Regions from separate parts of the Ovis aries genome. Here region 2 is linked to region 1. Evidence: chromatin contacts called from public Hi-C data. All regions are on one chromosome and are shown on one strand. Each heading gives the region's core, a stretch centred on a gene start, on an enhancer-like site or on the middle of the called end of the contact. The rest is flanking DNA. Distances are from core to core; before and after follow the strand shown. Region 1 holds the start of TPP2 (tripeptidyl peptidase 2). Region 2 holds the start of ERCC5 (ERCC excision repair 5, endonuclease).

The links. A called contact is a pair of places that touch in the nucleus more often than the background predicts.
Region 2: a Hi-C map of hypothalamus shows a contact between it and region 1, with 4 times the contacts expected there. The contact joins the promoter of ERCC5 here to the promoter of TPP2 in region 1. A contact is called at or near these places in 10 of 16 Hi-C or Micro-C datasets (blood, hypothalamus, liver and 5 more).

The regions. Positions count from the first base shown.
Region 1 is chr10:78,205,378-78,210,196 of ARS-UI_Ramb_v3.0, reverse strand. TPP2 (tripeptidyl peptidase 2) reads right to left here and starts at 2,944. Exons shown (of 28, transcript XM_042255043.2): 1 at 2,684-2,944. The coding sequence starts at 2,848. It overlaps LOC121820468 (a long non-coding RNA gene), which reads left to right and starts at 3,089. Exons shown (of 2, transcript XR_006061018.2): 1 at 3,089-3,447; 2 at 3,800-4,819.
Region 2 is chr10:78,414,592-78,419,410 of ARS-UI_Ramb_v3.0, reverse strand. ERCC5 (ERCC excision repair 5, endonuclease) reads right to left here and starts at 1,980. Exons shown (of 14, transcript XM_060394213.1): 1 at 1,509-1,980. The coding sequence starts at 1,596.

The DNA of each region.
Region 1 (4,819 bases), core at 1,695-4,194:
AGTGGTGGCCGGGAGGCCCCTGAATTCCAGGTCCTGTCCAAGCTCCGTCTCTCCTTCGTGAACTCTGGCTGGCCCCCTGATCAATCTCTGTTACCAGCTACAGTCTGCACGACTCCAGCATCTTTTAATGCAAAACCTTAGATGCCTGAATATCTGCTACGGAAAAGACTTAACCACTTATTTAATTATTACTCCTCTCATCCTGCCACCCTCTGCATTTAACAAGCCTACACGCTGTCACAAAAGAGAACTGAGCCCGAGGCCGTCTCCAGAGAACGGGACTCACCACCGTATTCCTCAGAGTTCTCCTCGTGCCTCCAGTTCTCTGCTCAGACTTCACTGGCTTTTCCAATGTCCAGTTCAAGCGTCTCTTCCTATTTCACTGGCTCCTTCCACTTTATTTCTATCTACCTTCTTACCTTAATGATGCATACACAGATCTATAAAACACCTTTGTTACAGGTAAGGAGGGTAAAAAAAAACCTTAAAAATTCACTCATGTTTGCAAATCACCTTACTGAATTCTTCTCGAATGGCCATATTTAGGCCAATCTCTCAAAGCTGTTAGAAGGTAAGTGTTAAGTTTTCATTTCCCTTCAAATACACTGTCATGCAAACATTTATTGTTACACGCACACACCTAAGGGCTTCCCAGGTGGTGCTAGTGGTAAAGAACCTGCCTGCCACAACAGGACAGGTAAGAGATGAGGGTTCGATCCCTGGGTCGAGAAGATCTCCTGGAGGAGGGTATGGTAACCCACTCCAATATTCTTGGCTGGAGACTCCCATGGACAGAGGAGCCTGGCGGGCTCCCTGGGGTCATAAAGAGCTGGACACAACTGAAGCAACTGAGGATACACACACCTAACGTACATTTATCCTTCAGACAGCTGGTGGTTTAAGATCCAGCATAAACTCCCTCAAGGTTATTTAAGCCTTGCTTAAAAACATGAGTCTCTTGAGCGCTTTTCCTGAGCTCTTTAAACAGTCACAGGTAACTAACTGTCTCAATTTTCAGAGCAGCGAGGTGGGATGAGAGTCACTGTCTATACTTTACAAAGAGAACGGAAGGACGGGATGAGCAGGTCTGGGAGATTCTACAAAAGCGTCTTTTCCCCAGACAGTACTCCTCCAAACTCTTCCGATCCCCTTATTATCCTGACAAAAGAGCCAGTGAACCATGTCCTCCAGCTGTTCTCCTCCCACTTATCCCTATAAAAAGGAAACACACACACCACCCCGGAATGGAAACCATTACTACCAGGGAATAAAGTCTCAAGGAGGTGATGGCTGGCACTGCTCTGAGTCTCCGTAGTTATTAACACAACTGGACCACTCCAGCGCAGGAGGAAGGTGTCACCTGCTTCTCTTCTGAGGCTCCAGAGCTGCCCGGCAGGGCCAGAAGCAGGTGACTGGCACTCCAGACCGCTGCTCAAAAATTAAGGGGAGGAAGCAAGATACCCCGCGGGGGGACTCTCTACAGAGTCGACCTGTTTCCTCTTCCCCTTGAATTACATCCTAACTTCCCAAACGCTTGCTATCTCGCTTATAAGAGAACACAATCAAGGATTTGAGAGGGCAGAGGCATGAGAGAATTCCTCAACTTCAGGGTTTTAAGCCATACAGGTGAAGGGTTGACACGGAAAGAGATCAGCAATCAGCCCCGTTAGACGTCCAAGAGATGGGACCTTGAGCAACGCTGAGGTTCTGCTGACTACTCGGTTTCCCTGCAAGTCTAAGGCTAAATTTACAAAAGCCAAACTTTGAAAACTTTAATCAGAAGGCTTTCAACGGAGATACAACGTTTTTAAAAAAATTACCTTTTTCACAAGGGTACCTTGATTCAGCGATTCCAAAGGTCAAACAAAGTCGTCTTTTAAAAAATCACAAAGTACGTGGTCTTACATTTTGAGGTTGAAAAATATTAAAAAAAGCAAGCATAATTGAATGCACCCTGGAAGAGTTCGCAAAAAAAAAAAAACACAAAAAAACCAACAACAAACTCAATTGGCTTCTTCTCTACGTAAAAGCCTAATAAGCCCTGCGTTTCAGCTGACCCTAAACTAGTACACTGCAGAAGAGGGTTTAAAAATAGCACACAGAAAACTACCGGAGGAAACAATTCCGGAAGTTGACTATCTTCTTGAAACCGGAGGCTTTCGTTGTTTCGAGATTAAAAAAAAAAAACAACATTCCACCCCAAATCAAATCACCCGAACGACAGTAAGAAAACACAGGAAAAAAAAAAAAAAAACACTTAAAGTTCTGATTTGCCCCTTCTCTGTAGCCTCCCCACCAGCACCACACCACCCTCCCCAGGATAATAAAATGGTAAATAACGGGCACTGGCCGCTTGGGTCCACGAGGCAGCCGCGGCGGCGGAGGAGGGCGCTGGGCTGGGCAGGAGGGAGCCCGCCGGCCCCGGGGCCTGGCGGCGCCCAGGCTGAAAGGGGATTCCCGGGGGTGGGGGTCGGCGATCGGCGCCCCGAACGACAGCGCCGGGCCCCGCTGCTTTGTCTGGGCCGGCATCGGGGCCCGGCCCGGGCGCCCCGGGCCCCGTGCCTCCCAGCCCAAGGCTTCCTCCCGGCGCCCAGCTCGCTCTCGGTGGCACAGCGGGGCTCCGAGGCCCGCGTCCCCCCGCCGTCCCCGATCCCCGCGCTGGGGCCCTCGGCGGCAGCCGCACCTGCATGCCCGGGGCACCGGGGTCGACCCCCGTGTCCAGGACGGCGATGAGCACCCCTCGCCCGTCATACTCCGGGTAGCGGCACAGGAAGGCCGCGGCCCCGGTCTCCTTCTTCGGGAGGAGGCCGTGGAAAGGGAAGGGCTCCTCGGTCGCTGCGGTGGCCATGGACGCAGGCTGCAGGGTGGCGGGGAGGCAAACGGCCGGGCTGCGCGCGGACAAGCGGCGGCGCGAGGACAACCCGGGCGGCCGCGGGCCTGGGTTAGGAGGGGAGGTGCGGACGGGATGGGCGGGGCCAGCCTCCGGCCAATAGCCGAGCCGCCAAGGAGGACCGGCCAATCCCGCGCCGCTACGTCAGAGCCGACGGCGCCGCTCTCCGGAAGCCGAGCCCGAGAGGTACCCGGGGCCGCAGAGAAGGGGGCGGAGCCTGAGGCGTGGCCGGAGGGGTTCGGGGGGCCGGAGCCCTCGCGGGGGCGGGGGGGTCCTTAAACCAGAGAGACGCACGGGGCGGGGATTTTTTTTTTTAGAGGGTGAGTCGGCTTCTAAGCAGAGCGTCCGCGTATCCCCGCCCCACCGCGGGGACAGAGAAGGAAGTGGGGGCTAAGTAGGGGCTTGCCTTCTGGAGAAGCGGGAAGCCCCCTTCTGACAGTCGACGGTTTCTGAACATGCAGGTGTGGATGAATGAAACTTTGCGGTCAGCTGCGGCGGAACCCCCCGGGTGGACCCGGAGCAAAGGGAGCCCACGCGAGCTCGCTTAAACCCCTTAGGTGTGTCGGATATTGGCGAAAAGCCAAGAGATCAATTTTTTTATTTGGGAGAGTGGGAGTGATTTTTCTGGTTGGGAGCTCTTTGATTCAGTGGTGTCGGGCTGGTGTTCCCCTGTCTCGAAGGTGTGTCCCTTTGAAGGATGGTGATGGTGGTAGTGGGCACGGGCCAGGGCTGCAGTCTGCAGTCAACAGGAAGCGGGTTGCTGGCGATTCCATCGCCCTCGGTAGCCAGTAACAAAGTGGCATCCCGAAGTGGGCCCCTCCTATCCTCTTGTCTTACCCTGGGCTTCCGGGATTTCTGAAAAACATTTTTTTTTTTTTCTTTTTCTTACCCACCCCCCCCAACGCCCAGCCGGCCCCGACTCTCTCTTTAAGTTGGTGTTCCTGGTTGATCCTCAGGGTTCGTCACTCAGCTGAAAGTGAAAGTCACTCAGTCTTGTCCACTCTTTGCGAACCTTGGACTGGATCTAGCCTGCTGGGCTCCTCTGTGCATGGAATTCTCCAGGCAAGAATACTGGAGTTGGTTGCCATTCCCTTCTCCAGGGGGGATCTTCCCCGACCCAGGCATCGAATCTGGGTCTCCTGCATTGAAGGCGATTTCTTTACCATCTGAGCCACCAGGGAAACCCTGATAGAGCCATAATTGGCAGTTTTCCAGATTAAGAGTGGCTGCTATCAATTGCTCCATGCTGCCCCAGTGGCCCGTTAATGATTTTTCTGTCTGTATTCATGCCAGGGTAATCTCAGTCTTTGTGAGGATGTGCCAAGGATGGATGCTTTTGGCAGTCTGGTCAGCCTTAAGGTCAGCTTCTCAGAACAATTTTAAACTCATAAAATATAGAGGATTACAGAAGAAATGATGTTGAAATAGCTATCAAAATATGAAAACCAACTTTGTTATACAGAAATAGTTTTGTACATGTGTGTATGTAGTTACACATACGCTTCTTTGCGTAAAGTAAACAGGAGCTAGTGCCAAATCTAATAAGTGCCCGTAATTGCACAATAGTAAAGAGCATAAATGATATTTTGAGACCTGTACTATGACAAGAAGCTGATTTTTACGGGTGACACAGGAACAAACGGTAATGCTAATACCACTCCGGTTATTACCTACATCTATAATTGAAGGAAATACTTAATTAAAAGTTTAGTTGAAGTTAAGCTGTATTTATCTTTTTCTACTCAAGTTTTTGAACCCCTCAGATTCTATCATGGACTCCAGGTTATGAATGCATGGTGTCAAGGGAAATCCTATGTACACCAGTCTCCACTTCACAGGATTAGGGGATTCTCCATGAAGTCTCAAAAATTACCGTAAAGGCTGTGCAGTTTCTTTGAATTGATTACTTGCCCGTTCATTCTACTCCGT
Region 2 (4,819 bases), core at 731-3,230, 210 kb before region 1:
TAAAAAGACCAAACAATTTATTTCAGGGATTCAAGAATAAATTATGAACCTAGTATGCCAAGGGTAATTTCTTCATTAACAAATAAAACCAAAAAACCTGAATACATTTTACAAATTATTAATTTCTCACATGGGCTGGAATGTAAACTGATTCAAACTTTTGCTGACGTTTTAAGGGTTCCTGACACTGGATACTGCTTTCATTCCTATGGATAGATATTAACAGTTCCATGGAGAAAACCTTCAGGAAGCAATGGTTTAAGGAACCACTAGAGGGCGGCCACAGCACATGTGCTTCAAAAAAAAAAAAAACAACACAAACCTCTGCCACAAGGTATCAGGCACAAAACTTTTAACCCACCATTCATTACGGATGTGTTTTAAATTAACCACATTGCAAAAAACGTGTAATCATTATCATCATCTTGCCTTACCAAAAAAAAATTATCACTGTTCCATTACATATGAATTGTCTCCAACCAAAGTCAATGAATGGCTCCTCCTGCTGAATCCCCAACCCCTGACAGCGCATTTACCACAGCAATTACTGCAGGACTGTCTTCTCCACAAAGCATGGAGCTCCTAGGCTCATACGCCCAACTTAGGGAACTGGTGGAAGGTACCACCAGCTTCTGGAACAGAACAGACACTCAGAAAAAGAAAAGAAAGATAAAAACAGAAAGATGATGAAGAATGCCTAACGAATAAAAACACTAAAACTTCAGAAACAGCTTTCACTTGTTTCTGTAATTAGGAAACAACATCTAATTCTAAAGACAAAACCAGCCAAACACGCACACAAACGAGGAAAATAACGCACGGTACACCTTTTGAAATCTTTGCGGTGTTGTACCATACGAATTTCCTATTCCAAAAACAGTAACCAAAAAAAAAAAAAAAAGTAAAAGCTACTTTAAAAAAAGAAAACGTAAAACACATGACCACAACGTTTTTCTTCCTCTCACAAATATAAACGGGCAAGACTCAGGACGGCTGGCAAAACTACTGGTAGGAAGTCGACTTCATTTTCTCTAGGCTGACCTCCCAGCCAGAATAACACCTTCAGGATTTGCAATATTAACAGTGCCAGACACTAATTCTAAACTCCTTTCATTTAAATATTCCCTTTATTCCTCCCACCAACTCTGTGTGTAGAGACTGTTATCACCTCCACTTCCCAGATGAAAGAACTGGAGAGAGGCGCAGAGCGTTGGGCCTAAGACTCCAATCCAGGGAGCTGTGACTGCAAAGCGGAAGAAAATGAGACACTTAGAAAGGAAGCGTCCTGAGGAAGATCCTATAGCTACTCCTCCCCGGCCTGAGACTCCCCTGGGCTGCTCCTCCAACGCCGCTCTGCGCCCCAGCAAAACTGAGAGCAAAAAGCCCTGGCGTCTCACGTTGATGTCTGACAGAAAACACAATTCTGTAAAGCAGTTATCTTTCGATTAAAAAAATAAAAAAAAAAAACAACCCTGGCGTCCACCGAGCATCCCCAGTGTAAAGGATACCCACGGCAAGGATCTTCCCCTCCAGCGTCTCCGGGCTGATCTGCCGCCCGGAGCACTCCAACAGCTTCCAGAGCCCCTGGACTCCCATGAGGGAGCTGTGTCCTCGGCGTCGCGGGCGGCTTCTCACTCCAAGTCTTCCCCGCCCGGCTGCACCGCCGCCCGGAGCCCAGGAAGAGCCCTCTCAGCTTCTACTCAGAAAGACGGAAAATTAAGAGCCCGCAGCTGTCCAGGAAAAACCGACTCCGGCGAAACGGGCAGTTTCCAAAAACTGACACGGCCTTGCGGAAGAAAAACAGGACCGGAGAAAACTGGCGACGCTGAGGGGCAAGTCCTCGTCTCCTCCAGCGCTCTGGCCCAAACGTTAGCACTCTTAACGGACGACCAAGGTGAGGGGCCGGCGCAGGCAAGATTTAATTGCCAGAAAAACTTCCTCCGAAAACTCCAGTCTCCTCAAGCTCAGGCGTAAATGCACGGGAAATGGAGCTTCCCGGATGCCGTTTAATGCGTCGCGCAGGGCGGAAGTCCTGGCTCCCCGCGATGACGTATATCCGCTGCGCCGATGCATTCCGGAAGTGAGGGGGTGGTTTAGCTTCTGTGTTTACGGCGTGTTGGCAGCCTTACGTTCTCTATGGCGCGGTCTTATTTCTGTTAAACGTTGAAACCGTACGCAAAGCGTTTTTTCTCAGAAGTTACGGGTTTGTGCGTCCTTTTCTAGCGTCGGTTTCTTCCCAGTCTGCCGCCAGTTGTGAAAATTCTTGATGCTAAGTACTGTTTATCGCGGGAGGCAATAACTGAAAGGTGGAAGCTTTGAATTCGTTTCAGTCGCTTAGTCGTGTCTGACTCTTTGGGAGCCCATAGACAGCAGCACGCCAGGCTTCCCTGTCCATCACCAACTCCCGGAGTTTACTCACACTCATGTCCATTGAGTTCGTGATGCCATCCAAACATCTCATCCTCTGTTGTCCCCTTCTGCCTTCAATCTTTCCCAGCATCAGGGTCTTTTCTAGTGAGTCAGTTCTTCGCGTCAGGTGGCCAAAGTATTGGTGTTTCAGCATCAGTCCTTCTAATGAATGAATATTCAGGACTAATTTCCTTTAGGATGGACTGGTTGGATCTCCTTGCAGTCCAAGGGACTCTCAAGAGTCTTCTCCAACACCATAATTCAAAAGCATCAATTCTGCGCTCAGCTTTCCTAATAGTCCAACTCTCACATCCATACCTGACTACTGGAAAAACCGTATCCTTGACTAGATGGACCTTTGTAGGCAAAGTAATGTCTCTGCTTTTTAATATGCTGTCTAGGTTGGTCATAATTTTTCTTCTAAGGAGCAATCTTCTTTTAATTTCATGGCTGCAGTCACCAGCTACAGTGATTTTGGAGCCCAAAAAAATAAAGTCTGACACTTTCCATTGTTTCCCCAACTATTTCCCATGAAGTGATGGGACCAGATGCCATGATCTTCATTTTCTGAATGTTGAGCTTTAAGCCAACTTTTTCACTCTCCTCTTTCACTTTCATCAAGAGGCTCTTTAGTTCTACACTTTCTGCCAGACGTGTCATCTGCATATCTGAGGTTACTGATACTTCTGGAAATCTTGATTCCAGCTTGTGCTTCATCCAGTCTGGCATTTCTCATGATGTATTCTGCATAAAAATTAAATAAGCAGGGTGACAATATACAGCCTTGACGTACTCCTTTCCCAATTTGGAACCAGCCTGTTGTTCCATGTCCAAGTATAACTGTTGCTTCTTCACCTACATACATATTTCTCAGGAGGCAGGTCAGGTGGTCTGGTATTCCCATCTCTTTAAGAACTTTCCACAGTTTGTTGTGATCCACACAGTGAAAGGCCTTAGCATAGTCAAAACAGAAGTAGGTGGAAGATTTGGTTGATGTTTTTTCATTAATAAGTAGGTAGTTATCTGAAAATCTGTAGTAACCAGATAGTAATATGGTTTAAAATCTTAGCCCTTGAAGTACATTTTTCTTCAGCATTTAAGAGGCTTGTAGGTCAGAAATAACAAGAAACTCATTGCCAGAGTAGCTCCTGGAAAGGTGGTAGATTGGACCCTCAGGCTAAGATTCAAACGCCTACCGAACCACTTATGGTGTTTAGCATTGCCCAGATCAGGTTTGTTCAAAACATCTTTCTTCATCTGTAATAGGCAGGCATGGAAGCAGTCTTACAAACTGTTTCAAGCAAGGATCATAGGTAATGTTTGTGAAGTACTTAACCACTAGTGGTCAATGAATGGTAGCCTTTTTGTACAAATTTGTTCAGATTTGGACTATTGAAATTAGATTTAAATCAGTGAAAAGAAATGATTGGAAAATAAGTTTTTAGCGAAACTATTTTTTTGCACAAACAGATGGTTCCCAGTAGCCAAGTTTCCTGAACCTGTGTACTCAGTTGCTTAGTCACCTCAGACCCTGTAACCCCATGGACTGTAGCCCACCAGGCTCCTCTGTCCGTGGGATTTCCCAGGCAACAATATTGGAAAAGTGAAAGGAAAGTGCAGTCGCTCAGTCGTGTCTGACTCTTTGTGACCCCATGGACTGTAGCCTCCCAGGCTCCTCCGTCCATGGGATTTTCCAGGCAAGAATACTGGAGTGGGTTGCCACTTCCTTCTCCAGGGGATCTTGCTGACTCAGGGACTGAACCCCGGTCTCCCGCATTGCAGGCGGATGCTTTGGGTTGCTATTTCCTAACTTAGAATCTTCCTGACCCAAGGATCTAATCTGCATTTCCTGTATCACATAGATTCTTTACCCCCACGACCTAGTTGCAACTAATTTTCTCTCAGGGCTAATCCTGGTAAAGTACTTACTTGCATTTCCTCCAGATGTAAAATTATACGCGGAACTTTTGTTCCTAAATGTATTTTGCCGGAATTAATATGATTACCTATTTGTGTCTTCCTCCACCCAACAAAGTAGATTGTAAAGTTACTGGAACCAACAACTGTTTTGTTGACTGTTGTATGTATGTGTGTGAAGTTGCTCAGTCGTGTCCAGCTCTTTGCGAACCCGTGGACTGTAGCCCACCAGGCTCCTCTGTCCGTGGGATTCTCCTGGCAAGAATACTGGAGTGGGTTGCCATTTCCTTCTCCAGGGGATCGTCCCAACCCAGGGATGGAAGCCGGATCTCCTGCATTGCAGGCAGATGCTTTATCCTCTGAGCCACCAGTTGTATACCCCACTGTTTATATTTAGCAGGTATTCTATAAATATTGTCTAAATGACCACTTTCCCAGCCTCAAATCTAAATCTGCAGGGCATCTTGCACCCTATTGAATTTTCTCACAAGTT